Linked DNA regions of Mus musculus: region 1 is linked to region 2. Evidence: chromatin contacts called from public HiChIP or PLAC-seq data. All regions are on one chromosome and are shown on one strand. The core of a region is the stretch at or near the end of the contact, and the rest is flanking DNA. Distances in the headings are between cores, read along the strand shown.

Region 1 (2,700 bases), core at 111-2,610, 130 kb after region 2:
AGAGCTGCTGAAGGTTGTCAAGAGCCTGGTGAGTTTTCCTGGACTGGGTTTTCCCTGTAGCATGGATTCACTGGGTTAGATAAACACAGCCATTTGGGGGTCGGAGGGGTCTTCTCTTTCTGTCTGGGATGTGTAGCAGAAACAGAAAAAAAAAAAAGCTTCAACTAGCTTCAGACATTTCTCCTAACTAAAGAGAATGGTTCTGGATATAAAAGGATGTCACTGTCCTACCTCGTTCTCAAGAGATTGAGGCAGGAATTTTGCTTAAACCCAGGAGTTGCGGGCCAGCCTAGAGAACATCTGATCTGTCTCTTACAAATAACACCCCCAGTTTACCAAAAGGAAAGATTGAAGTTATAGGACTGATTTATAATTTTTTGTTGTTTCTGCCTGTCCGAGATATAGTCTTACTATATTTAGTGTAGGCTGGCCTCAGGCATCAGTCATCTTGCCTTGGCTTCTAGATTTGCTAGTATTAGAGATCTGCAACACCATACCGGGCTTTGGGAATGGTTTATAACCAGAATATTATGTTTATAATAAGAGAATGTTGCTTCTTCTACTATGCAGAAGTCTTATCAAAGACCACCACTGTAACCCTAAGCTTGAGGGGAATTAAAAACAAAGTAGAAGACAAAAGATGCTTGCCACAGTCTGTTCTCTCCAGTTTTTTGTTTTGTTTTGTGGTTGTCTGTGATATGTAGATGCTGGGAACCAAATGAGGGTCCTCTGACCCAAATGAACAAATGTTCTTAATCACTGAGCCATCTTTCTGGCCCCCAGTTCTATAAATATATATGTTCTTGTTTTTATTTGTGAAGTATGGGTTTTCATAAAGCGCAGATCTCTAGGAAACGCTGTATAGAGGTAAATGGAGATCATACTGACCACAGGAAGCTTACAGAGCCTCAGGTATTTATGGTAGGCAGGAACAGCCACTATAGGGATAGATATGTCAGCTGTGGGCCGTTCTTCACAAGTGTTCCAGTGAGAAGGCTCCTGACAGATGAAAGTGAGCTGCACAGTTAGTGAGGCAAGTGGTATGTGCTTTTGTTCTGGAAACAAATGTGAGTAAAGGGCTTAGATGCACATGTGTAGCCCCAGAGTGAGGTCAGAGTTGTACACATGTCACCATCTGCACAGAAACCTGGCTTATGTTATTATTGCTATGAGAAACACCATAACCCAAGGCAAAACGAGGAGAAAGGGGGTTTTGGGGGTTTTTTTGCTGGTTTTTGGGTTTTATTTTATTTTATTTATTTATTTATTTATTTTTGCCTATACTTCCATAAAGACGTCAGAACAGGAAGTGAAGCAGGGCAGGAAACTGGAGGCAAAAGCTGATACAGAGACCATGGAGGTGCTATGTACTGGCTTGTTCCTCTTGGCTTACTCAGCCTGCTTTCCCATAGAACTCAGAACACTTGCCCAGGGGTGGCCCCACCCACAATATGGTGGGCCCTCCAACATCAATCATGGGTCCGGAAAATACTCTACAGGTTTTGCCTATATACCTGTAGCCCTGTCTTATTGAAGCATTTTCTCAGTTGAGGCTTCCTACTCTCAGTGACTCTAGTTTGTATCACGTAAACATAAAATTGGCCAGTACAAAGCCTTATGGTTCAGGTTTTTGAAAAGGGAAAATGATGTCATTTATAGACCACAGTGGACTTTTTCTTTTAATTCATAGTCAGCCAGTCTCCCCCCCCTCCTCCCCCTCCCCTCCCTCTGTGTCCCCATGTATATAAATCTCAGATCTTTATACTTTTAGAGCAAGCACTCTTACCCACAAGCCACCTCTGTTGCTCCCACCTTGTTTTATGAGGCAGAGTATTGTACTGGAATAGAACCAATCAAGGCTAGACTGGATGACCAACAAACCCCAAGGAACCACCTCTCTGTCTTACTGGTCCTAAGGTTACAAATGTGCTGCACTGTTTTTTTTTTTTTATTATTATTATTTTTATTTATTTATTTTTTAATGCATGTTTTGGGGCTTGAATCATCAATCCAGAAAATACCATACAGACTTGCCTACAGGCTAATCTTAATGGAAGCATTGTCTCAGTTGCACCCATCTTCCTAAGTAACTCTAGCTTGTTTTACGTTGACATCAAACTATGCTGTAATAGCCCACTAAGTGTAAAGAAAGTTTGAATCTGAATTTGTGGCCACCTGAGTACAACCTCAGTCCATCAAAGATGTGACATTGTCTTGAACTTGTAGCAAAGGTTAACAGCTCTGAGAAGTCGTAGAGTTATAACATGGGTTATATGTAATGCCTTAGCTACTGTTCTGCTGTTGTAAGGATGTACCATGAATGGCCAAGGCAGTTCTTATAAATTAAAGCATCTAATTGCTTAATTGTAGGCTTGGTTACAGTTTCAGAGGGTTAAGTTCATTATTATCACAGCAGGGAATGAAACAGCACATTGGGCAGACATGGTACTAGAGAACTGGCTGAGAATTCGATTGTCAAGCAGCAGGCAGAAACATCAACACTGGCCTGGCATGGACTTTTGAAACTCAAAGCCTAATGCCCAGCAACACACCTCCTCCAATAAGGCTACACCTCCTAATCTTTCTACTCTTTCTCAGATATTCCAACTCACTGGTGACTGAGCATTCAAATAGATGAGCCTATTAGGGCCATTTTCATCCAAACCATCACACTTAACTAGAATGTAGAAGACTTTAGTC
Region 2 (2,700 bases), core at 134-2,633:
TTAGGGGATAACAACTGTTTTATTCAATATGGAGTAACTTAGCCTGGCCTCAACAAAGACCTTCCTCGTGAGGGATTCGTCTAAGAAAAAGTCAGGCAAGTACCAATTGGGGTGGCAGGTGCTACCTAATGCGGACGATTTATAAAGGCTCAAAGGCTCCAGCTGCTGCTCTGACGACTTTGCCCACGTCTGCTCTCAAGAGTGCTTTCCCCTTTTTATATTTTGAAAATGACGTTTTAAAATTTATTTTTGTATGGGGTGGAGGTACGCACACATGGGAATTATAAGACTACTTATGGGACATGGTTCTCTCCTATCATGTGAGTCCACACGATGGGATGCAAGCAGCCAGGCCTGACAGCCAGCAACTTTATTAAGTAAGCCAGCTTTTTTTGTTTTGTTTTGGGTTTGTTGTTGCTGTTGTTGTTTTGGTTGTTTTGTTCTGATTTTTTTTTTTTTTTTTCGAGACAGGGTTTCTCTGTATAGCCCTGGCTGTCCTGGAACTCACTCTGTAGGCTGGCCTTGAACTCAGAGCCACTTTCCCTTTCTTGAGAACTTGTTCGAGGGTTCTAACAAGAAAGCACAACTGCCTGTACTGTAACAAGGACAAGTCCTCCATAGGGAAGGTCGGCCTAACCCAAAGCTGTGGGTGCACAAAGAACAGTAACAGAAAAGCATCCCCGGCCATCAAGTGGGTGACAGACAGCTGGCCCTCACATACATCTCCACCTTACTAATAAACCAGCAGTTTCAGCATGTGGGCAGTGACCCGCAGTAGGGATCACACATCAGATAGTTACATTACAATTCGTAAACTAGCAAAAGTATAACTATGAAGTAGCAACGAAATAATTTAATGGTTATGGGTCATCCCAGCGAGAGGAACTATATTAAAGGGTCACAGCATTTGGAAGGTTCAGAGCCATTGTAATACATAAATGGGCACTATCGCTGCTTTAACCATATGTTCCTGGTCTAATCAGAAGCATGTGTTTAGTTGGGGAGCTCTGAGAGCCCAGTTTAGGTCGTCTGGAGGAGAAAGTGAAGGCCGGAGCATGAACAAATAAGTCACGATGTTCAAAAATGTCGGAAACTATACCCTGGAACCAAAAAACTGGTTGGCTCAAAATGCATCAGAATTTAAATCGTTAATCAGGAGTATCCAGAGTCCCTTATTAACAATGATTAATAATAAATAATGGTTAGCTGTCTGAAGACTCTCGGATTTCCCGGTGTGCAAGCAGAAAGAGCACATCTCTTCCCCACCCACGGACGCACCGCATCCAGCAACCAGCATCCACTCCCATCAGCACCTTTCCCAGGCACAGCTCCGGGGCTGCCGGAACTCTCGCGGAAACATCCTCCACATCTCGAAACCCCGGTGCCGGGACGGGCGGAACTCTCGCGAGAACAGTCGCCACTTAGCAGAGATCCTGATAGGTACGCCGCGGCAATGGCCCGGCCTAAGTCGTCCGGGAGCCGGATGGACAGACAGCTGGAGCATGATGTGTGCGAGCTCGTCCGGCAGGTTACGGGGCTGCAGGACGAGGCGGACCCCAACTTCCAGCTGGCCCTGGACTTCGTCTGGTCCAACTTCAGGTGTGGGATCGCGGCTACGAGCTGAAGTCGCGCGGGCGGGCGGGTCCGGGTCGGGAGTGCGGCCTCCGGCACCCCTGCGTCTGCTGCAGCTGCTGTGCCTTGGTTTCCCCTTAGGTGCCCTTGCGAGAAACCCGCAGTTGCAGCGGCACATTCCTAGAGAGCTGTTGACTCTGCTCACCCGCACGCAGTACGGTGCACATCAAAAGTCATTTGATGGCTGGGAAAGTGAATTTTTAGCGCCAAATTCTGATCACATCCTGTTAGGTTTTTTGGGGGTTTTTTGTTTTGTTTTGTTTTTTGTTTGTCTCACCAACCCCCCTCTTCTCTTGCTCGGACCACTTACAAGTTTCCCCGCTTCTGTGTCCTCCCTTTGCATTGCATAAAACAAATTCAAGTTCTACTATTGAGCAACACATAGCATGTCTAGTAGAAGTCACCCTAAACAGTGAACAGTTTGTCAGACTGTGATCCTGATTCTAAGCGCAGGACGTGAGTGTCTGCCTAGTTCGTGAGACTACAGACCTCTCAGGTTGATGGGAAGCAAGCCAACGATCCAAAACCACAAGTGCAATTTCTAGTTATAACCTATAGAAAGAACAAGGATTCAAAGAAGTCAGGTAACTCGAAAAGCAGATGTACCACAAGTATTTTTTCTAGTGGCAGATAGGAGGGAGGGGATAGTCATTTTAGAGTTGGGAAGAGACATAGATGCTGCATAGTATAACAGAAGTACTAAAAGCATACCTATAACACTCTGTCACCAGTGTCACCCGTAGAAAACATGTGGCAGTCACCTTGTGTTACAGTTGCTTTATTTCCACATGTTGTTCGTTGTTACATTAATGACAGCCTTTGGTCCCACTGCTAAATTTTAGGTTTTGTTGTTGATGATGTTATGTGTATGATTTGACTCTGTGTACACGTGTGCATGTGTGTGCCTGGTGCCCAAGGCAGCTGATCCCCTGGAACTGGGATTATAAACAGCCTGTGGGTGCTGTGAATAGAACCTGGGGACCCTGAGCAATGGCGTGGGCTCTTAACCCCCGAGGCATCTCTCCAGACCCTTTCAAAGCTTTCTAAATATTTGATAATTGTACATGA

Evidence for each region. HiChIP or PLAC-seq counts read pairs in DNA pulled down with a chosen protein or histone mark.
Region 1: a contact with region 2 is called in an H3K4me3 HiChIP or PLAC-seq map of bone marrow-derived macrophages, with 2.5 times the contacts expected there. The contact joins the enhancer-like site here to the promoter of Tubgcp5 in region 2. A contact is called at or near these places in 2 of 39 promoter capture datasets (pre-B cells and stem cell-derived epiblast-like cells), 11 of 484 Hi-C or Micro-C datasets (the AML12 cell line, CD8 T cells, the G1E-ER4 cell line and 6 more), 3 of 115 datasets of contacts at active chromatin or transcription factors (bone marrow-derived macrophages, microglia and neural progenitor cells) and 4 of 9 other capture datasets (adipose tissue, embryonic stem cells, liver and 1 more).

The regions. Positions count from the first base shown.
Region 1 is chr7:55,919,536-55,922,235 of GRCm38.p6, forward strand. It overlaps Cyfip1 (cytoplasmic FMR1 interacting protein 1), which reads left to right. Exons shown (of 31, transcript NM_011370.3): 24 at 1-28. Among named protein-coding and RNA genes, the nearest start is that of Nipa2, 42 kb to the right of the region's middle. Within about 2 kb of position 1,361, at least 3 of the 459 cell types and tissues checked have an H3K27ac peak or open chromatin away from gene starts, as enhancers often do. A contact at or near this core is called in bone marrow-derived macrophages, where this site is marked.
Region 2 is chr7:55,792,742-55,795,441 of GRCm38.p6, forward strand. Tubgcp5 (tubulin, gamma complex associated protein 5) reads left to right here and starts at 1,384. Exons shown (of 23, transcript NM_146190.3): 1 at 1,384-1,599. The coding sequence starts at 1,454.